2 separate regions of the Sus scrofa genome follow, and region 1 is linked to region 2. Evidence: chromatin contacts called from public Hi-C data. All regions are on one chromosome and are shown on one strand. The core of a region is the stretch at or near the end of the contact, and the rest is flanking DNA. Distances in the headings are between cores, read along the strand shown.

The links. A called contact is a pair of places that touch in the nucleus more often than the background predicts.
Region 1: a Hi-C map of undifferentiated spermatogonia shows a contact between it and region 2, with 2.3 times the contacts expected there. The contact joins the enhancer-like site here to the promoter of NOG in region 2. A contact is called at or near these places in 1 of 5 promoter capture datasets (liver), 25 of 47 Hi-C or Micro-C datasets (alveolar macrophages, blood, brain and 16 more) and 1 of 2 datasets of contacts at active chromatin or transcription factors (skeletal muscle).

The regions. Positions count from the first base shown.
Region 1 is chr12:33,010,488-33,014,177 of Sscrofa11.1, reverse strand. No RefSeq gene overlaps it. Among named protein-coding and RNA genes, the nearest start is that of C12H17orf67, 110 kb to the left of the region's middle. Within about 2 kb of position 2,122, at least 13 of the 83 cell types and tissues checked have an H3K27ac peak or open chromatin away from gene starts, as enhancers often do. A contact at or near this core is called in undifferentiated spermatogonia, where this site is marked.
Region 2 is chr12:32,889,627-32,893,064 of Sscrofa11.1, reverse strand. It overlaps NOG (noggin), which reads right to left and starts at 1,744. Exons shown (of 1, transcript NM_001143691.1): 1 at 859-1,744. The coding sequence starts at 1,744. The coding sequence ends at 1,046.

The DNA of each region.
Region 1 (3,690 bases), core at 873-3,372, 120 kb before region 2:
ATGAGGACCATTGGGGTCACCTTGGGCTCCCCTGGATCATCCAGGACAACTGATTATGAACTTTAATCACACTTTCCGAGTCCCTTTGGCCATGTAAGGTAACAAAGTTACAGGTTTGGGGGATTGGGATGTGGACATCTTGGTCGGGGGCATTATTCAGCCAACAACACTGTGTAAAATCATCCAGTGGGGGGCACTGGTGAATTCCCCACTGTTAGGAAAATTCTCCTGCATCTCTTTGTCCGACGTGCTATGTTCCACGTACTGGGTGCTCGGTACATGCTTGCAAAGTGGTTAAATCCATGAGAAGCGCCTCCCTTTCTCCCTTTCCCCTGCTGCCCTACCCCTCTCTCTGTTCTTCTAAAAATGCACCTGCTCACAGGAGCAACTCAAGGAGGAGACAAATGGCCCAGTGTTTATTGGTTTGCACAGGACTAGAAAAGTCCCATCCTGTGTGGCTCACATTCACGAAACATCTTGCACATCTGAGCTGGAAGGGACCTTGGAGATCACAGGTTTGACCCCCCTCGACTTGCTGAGGAGGAAAAACATCCCAGCCTCTTCAGTTCAAGGCTTCATTTTGTGTTTCTAATTATGACTCAGTGTTATAGGTTTGCTTTACCTTCAAAATACATGCTTCCCCCTTTCTCCTTTTGTCCTCACCCCACTGGCAAAGGGCAGGCATCAGTCTTCCCATTTTACAGAAGAGGAAACTGAGGCCCTGAAAGTTAGGGAGTAAAACTGGGTCTTGGACATGGTGTCCTGACTTCTCCTTCTCCCACATGCCTTTCATTAGACTCTCCAACTTCTCTTTTAAGAGTTCAAATCCCAGAGGGTTTTTGGAAGGGCTTGGAAAATGAAGAATGACCCATTGTGTTTTGTGTCGTGCCAAGGAGCAGGAGTAAAAGACTTTACTTTTGAGAGACAAAATTTAGGTAACCTATGGGGGAACATTCTAGGATTCAGCACTAATAGGATTGGTGGCCTAAAGAGAAACAGGGGACCGGTTCCTGGTCACTGGATGGATCCTGGCAGTGACAGGACTTAGAAATTGTTAACCTTACTTAGATAATCTTTGAGTTAAAGTTTTAGCGGTAGGCTTTTGAGACCCCGGGGGAGCAGTCCCCACCCCCACCCCAATTCCCCAGTCCTGCCCTCGTCTGTCTCAGGCATCTAATCTGGGGCTTTGGAGGAGGGGAAGGGGGGCACATAAAGTGGCTCGTACAATGGGGGTAGGGGACTAATGTAAAAGGAAACCTCAAACAGGGCGCCCTCCCCCATAGGAGATAACAATCGAATTATATACATTTTAAGTGGCATTCTCGGGGGCTGGGTGATTTTCATATGAAAACTCCGCTTGGAGTCCTTGGCATCTGTTTCTCCTAAAAGGATAGAAACCCAGAGATTATTTACATATTCTTCGGTCCCTATCACCAATTAAATCTTTTCAGAAACTCAGTGCCCCCCCTCTCCTCCAGCCCCCCCCTCCCAACTCTCTCCACATTTAGGATTGAATTTCTTAGCAGACGGTGGCTGCTGCTCTTTTCGCTGATTTATTTACTCAGTTGGATTATTTTTCATCTCTAGCCTGGACATGGAAGGTCTCGGCGTCCACCTTCTGATCACGGGGAAGTGACCCCGCTCCGGGACCCTCCCCAACCTCGGCCGCGGGGCTGAGCCGGGAACGAATTCCTTCAGGCGCCCGAGAGGAGAGGGGCCTGTCTCCGTGTCATCCCTCCCTCCGCGGCCGCCGCCGCCCCTCCCTCCCCCTGCCCGACGGTGACAGAGCTTCCTCCGCGAGATGAGGACGCACAGCTGGGTGACGTCACGAGGAATGCGCAGGGGTCTGCGCAGGGGCCCGGAAGGAGCGCAAAGAAGATGTCCCTGGCAGCCGCTGGACGGTGCGTGTCATCATGTGCTTTAGAAACCGTCTGGTCCTAGAGGGACTCAGGCATCTGCTGAAATGGCTGAGAAAATGGTAGCTGATGGAATGCGCCTCCCGGCCCTGCCCTCCGCCTCGCCTGCCCCACTCACCCCTCGCTGCCTCCAGGGCTTCTGTTCCCAGGAGGCAGTGGTAGAAGAGGGCTTAGGCGCGCAGCGCTCAGGGCTGGCCTGGGTTCCCGAGGGGGCCCCTGCGCCTTCCCAGCTGTGGGACCGTGGGCGCGGCACACAGCCTCTCCGACGCGTCTCCAGTGAGGCATCCAAAAAATGGGGCAAACAACGGGCCCTGCCTCGTGGGGGTTGGAGAATGAAGGACTCGGTGCCTGGGGAGCCCTCAGCACGGTTCCTGGCAAAAAAAAAAAAAAAAAAAAAAAAAAAAAAAAGATAGGGCCATAGTAGCTGTGCGCGTCCTTAGTAGTAAGCTGGAATCTTAAAATCAAAGGCCGAGGCCTGCACATGAGACATTCAGTGTTACTTCAACAGATCACTGAGTCTTGGTTGTATCTTGATTGGATCCCGGTTGGGGGCCGGGAGAGTAGCGGTTAGAGGAGGAGGATCATCTTGGACTTTAACCTCAGGGAACCTCCTGGATAAATCAGATATTTATCTATAAAGGGAAGAAAGTACACCTCTCAATGAACTTGTTGAATTGTGGAGAAGGTACTGAATGAAAAACTCAGGCCATAGAGAGAATAGTCCATACAGCAGAGCTAGTGTTGCTATTTCTGTCAGTGTAGTAATCTGTTAGTAACACTTATCATACTAATAGTAATAATGCTTATGATACTACAATCCTTAGACTATACCAACGCAATTGTTGCACTCAAGGAGCTCGGTGTTAAATGGGTGAGATGGGCCGATAAGTGGAGAAATGGGAGAAAGGAGAAGGTGAGCTCTGGGCTGGGGGATAGCCAGGGTCTACACCCTCCCTGTCACTCAGGAGCCATGTGATCACAGACCAATTCCTTCCTCTCTCCTTGCTTTCTCATCTGTACAATGTGCATGATCACAATACCCACACTGATAGGTTGGGGCGAGGGTGAAAGGAATCAGGCTACGGACAACCATGATGACGTTTGCTGGTTCTGGGTGGGGCTATTGAAGCTCTGGCTTCAGCTCTCATCGGGAAGCAATTAATGCCGTGTGGGCATGAGGGGCGTCTTCCGAGGAGGGGTGACATTGATGCAGGGCTTTGAAGGTTGAGAAAAACAAGATGTCTGTGTATGGGTGGGAGGCATTCAGGGTGGGCTAGGCATTCCGGGCAAAGGAATGGAATGCCTTTCCCGTTGAAAGAGGTGGTTTATTTAGAACATGAAGATCTGGGCCAAGGACTAGATCTTGGGAGAGTGAGGGAGCGTGAAAGAAGATGGGGCAGGCAAGGGAGGCCTGGGTTGGCTGGTGAAGGAGCTGGATGCTAAGGGAAGGGGTCGATATTGTCTCTTGGAGGTGGAGGCAGTTGGGGTTCTGGAGGGAACAGCTACGCTTTGGTGAGAAGAAAGGGCTGCCATGTGGGATCTCCATCCTGCCTGCTAGTTTTGTCTCCTGGGTTGCTTTAAAAATGCCATTATCAGGAGTTTCTGTCATGGCTCAGTGGTTAACGAATCCGACTAGGTACCATGAGGTTGTGGGTTCGATCCCCAGCCTTGCTTGTGGAGTTAGGGATCCGGTGTTGCCATGAGCTGTGGTGTAGGTTGCAGATGTGGCTCAGATCCCGCGTTTCTGTGGCTCTGGCATAAGCCGGCAACTACA
Region 2 (3,438 bases), core at 495-2,994:
GTCAGGCAGGACAAAGCGGCCGCCCACCCTCCCCCCCGCCCCTTAGCCCAGCCTGGGGTCAGCTCCAGGGGGCCGGCTGGGTGTCGAGGTCACGACGGGCCGAGCTTTAGTGACATAGGAAGAAAAAGCTGGGAGACTGGGCGGAGGCCACGTGATGCTCAAGTGAGGAGTTTGAGAATAGGCCCCCCCCCCAAGAAAAACTGAACGGTCACCTCCATCACACCAGAAATGGGGATGAGCCCCTTTTCCCAACAGGCGTAGTAAGCACAGAGGCACCCCCTACCCGCCCCTCCCACCCCGCCTCCCCACCCCCCCCGCCCCCATCAATCACCAACACAGAGAATCGCAGTGTCGAGCGCAGTCGATTTTAGTGGTTTTCTTTAATCCTGCTCTGCACTTCTTTCTCATTTACTACACGGGATATTATAAAGAATAAATAGCAGATACTCTTAATTTACAATGATTAGTCATTCCATTTGTTCTCTATATTTACAATAACTGTAAAATAACATTGAACTCTATAGCTTCTTCGAGGTCCAAGGAAAACCAAAACACTTTCCGAAGAATGGAAAATAGCTTTTTAAAGTCCTTCTACAAAAGTTCTCCCCTCTCTTTGTACTTTAAGAAAAATAACTTTTCCCCCCTGCTTCGCCATGCGAAGGGCACTGGAATATAAATAGCAGGTTAACATTATTAGCAACAACCAGAATAAGTCTCTCTTTTCTCTGTTCTTTTTTTTTTTCCTTTTGCTTAAATTTTTTTTAAAAATACAGTAGAAGCCGGTAACTTTTAACGTATAATACTGACCTTTTAATAAGTAAATTAAAACTGGGACCGTATATACACACACATATACATTCCTACACAGTTAAACAGTGCATTACATGAACCAGAAAGCTAGGTCTCTGTAGCCAAAAAAAAAAAAAAAAAAAAAAAAGTTCATTGAATCCCCTCGCTAGAGGGTGGTGGAACTGGTTGGAGACGGTGCGGGGGGCGTCGGTGGGGATCGATCAAGTGTCCGGGTGCGGGCAGGGGGCCCTGAGTTCTAGCATGAGCACTTGCACTCGGAAATGATGGGGTACTGGATGGGAATCCAGCCGCAGCGCTGGCCCCCGCGCCGCTGACAGCGCCACCGCAGCACCGTGAGGTGCACGGACTTGGACGGCTTGCACACCATGCCCTCGGGCACCGAGCATGAGCGCTTACTGAAGCAGCTGCCCACCTTCACGTAGCGCGGCCAAAAGCGGCTGCCCAGGTCGTTCCACGCGTACAGCACCGGGCAGAAGGTCTGCGACCACAGCCACATCTGTAACTTCCTCCGCAGCTTCTTGCTCAGGCGCTGCTTCTTACCCGGGGCCAAACCCTCGGAGAACTCCAGCCCTTTGATCTCGCTCGGCATGGCCCCCGACGGCCGCTGCCGCAGCAGCTGGTCCAGCTCCGCCAGGTCCTCTGCGCCCCCGGCTGCCCCCCCGCCCCCGCCAGGCCGGTCCTCAGGGGGCGAGGTGGCCATGAAGCCCGGGTCGTAGTGGCCCCCGAGCAGCGAGCGCAGCAGCGTCTCGTTCAGATCCTTCTCCTTGGGGTCAAAGATAGGGTCCGGGTGTTCGATGAGGTCCACCAGGGGCAGGTTGTCGCTGGGAGCCGGGCGGATGTGGAGATAGTGCTGGCCGCCGGCCGGTGCCGCCCGCAGCCCCAGGACCACCACCAGGGCATAAAGGGTGACCCCCAGGCTGGGGCAGCGCTCCATGCCTCCGGCGCGCGCCCGGGGCTGCTGCTTCGTCCCGGGTCCCCGGAGGAGAGCACGCCGAGCCCGCTGCGCCGCCGCGCTCCTCCGTCTCTCCGGTGGCGGCTCACCCGAGGCTGGGCAGGCGCAGGGCCGGCAGCATGAGTCGCCGGCAGAGCCCTTCGCTCAGCGCCGGCTCCCACTGGGACGGAAAAAAGGCACACAAGTTGGCCGCAACTCCTCTCCCGGGTCTACTCGGGTAGGCGGCCGCGGCAGGGCATCCGAAATTACTCCAGGGCGACCGCGGGCACGGGGGCGCCGGCTGCTCGCTGCCTTCCCGGGCCGGCGGCGGCGCAGGGCGCGTGGACTGGCCGCTCTCCCCGCCTCCTCCTCTCGCTGCTCGTCGTCCGGCCGCTCTGTGCAGCGCCGCGGGCTGAGCTGGTCCTAGGGGCACTTCCCTCCGCCTGCTCGTGGCTCCGCGGCCGGCTCTACCCGGCGGACTCCAGCGGCGGCGGCGGCGGCGGCGTCCGCGCACGTTGGCACCGGTTTGTCTGTCTCACAGGGTCCAAGCCTTTAAATTTCCTGCACTTTCAGCTCCATCACCATGGAAACCACTGACTCTCTCGGCGTTGCCCCCTCCCCCTTCTTCCCCCCAAACAACAACCCCACCCCCCACTTCTCCACCCCCGAGGAGCTGGATCGGCACAAGCTCCGGGGGAAGCCTCCTGCACTCGCCGCGGAGGCGGCGGCGGCGGCTTCGGCAGCTCCCGGGCTGTGCCCCGCCGGACCCAGATGCCCCGGGAAGCCGACAGTCCGGCTGCCCGCCGGAGCTCACAGGCGGCGGCGGCGGCGGCGGCAGCGGCGGTGGCGGCGGCGGCGGCGGCGGCGGTGGCGCTTGGCAGGTCTCCGCGCAATTTTCTCTCTCCCCCACTACCCACCCCCCTTCTCCTCCTCCTGCAAAATGCACCGCCCCCCTCCTTTCTCCTGGAGCAATGCAACTGGGGCTCTAGGCGCCCCGCCAGGGCCAGTCCTGGGGAAAGCTCGCGGCGGCGCTGGAGCTGGGCTGGAGGGTGCAGGGCCGGTTTTGGGGGGGTGCTAGAGGTGGGGCCGAGAGGGTTCTCGCTAGCTGGGTACTCTGCACCGGGAGGAGAGCTGCGGGGAAGTGCTGGGGGCTCGTTTCTCCATGCAGTTCGGTGCAAGGAATTTCTCCATGTGCCTGGAGGTTTTTCCCCGGGGCGCGTCTTGCTTTCCTCTCTCCCGGGCTCGGTCTAAGTCCCCTCCCCCTCCCCCCAGCGCGCGCGCATACAAACAGACAGGCACAGAGAGACACAGACAGACACAGGCACACACACAGACACACAGACACACTCTGAGCCGACGAAGTCCGGGAGCCGCAGCGTTGCGCAGCGTGATGTAATTCCTAGGAAGCTCTCCAGCCGGTCTGTTACCCGGGCCCACAAGGGGGGTCTGCTTCTCACCCTCCTCCTCTTCCTTGGCCGGGTCTTGCACCCTGAGTGGCCGAGCTGCAGGGGCGCGTCCGGCTCGCCTGCGGTGCTCCGCGCGGCCGCCTCTCTCGGCTCCCTGGGGGCGGCGCGCCCTCTGCTGGCCCGTTGCAAGTCCTGCATCCGGCACTGGCGGGGGCGGCCTTGTGAGGTGGGTTTGTCTGCTGTCCACTCTGCCCAACTCGGTTTCTGCTTCTCTGTCCATGTCATCGTGTG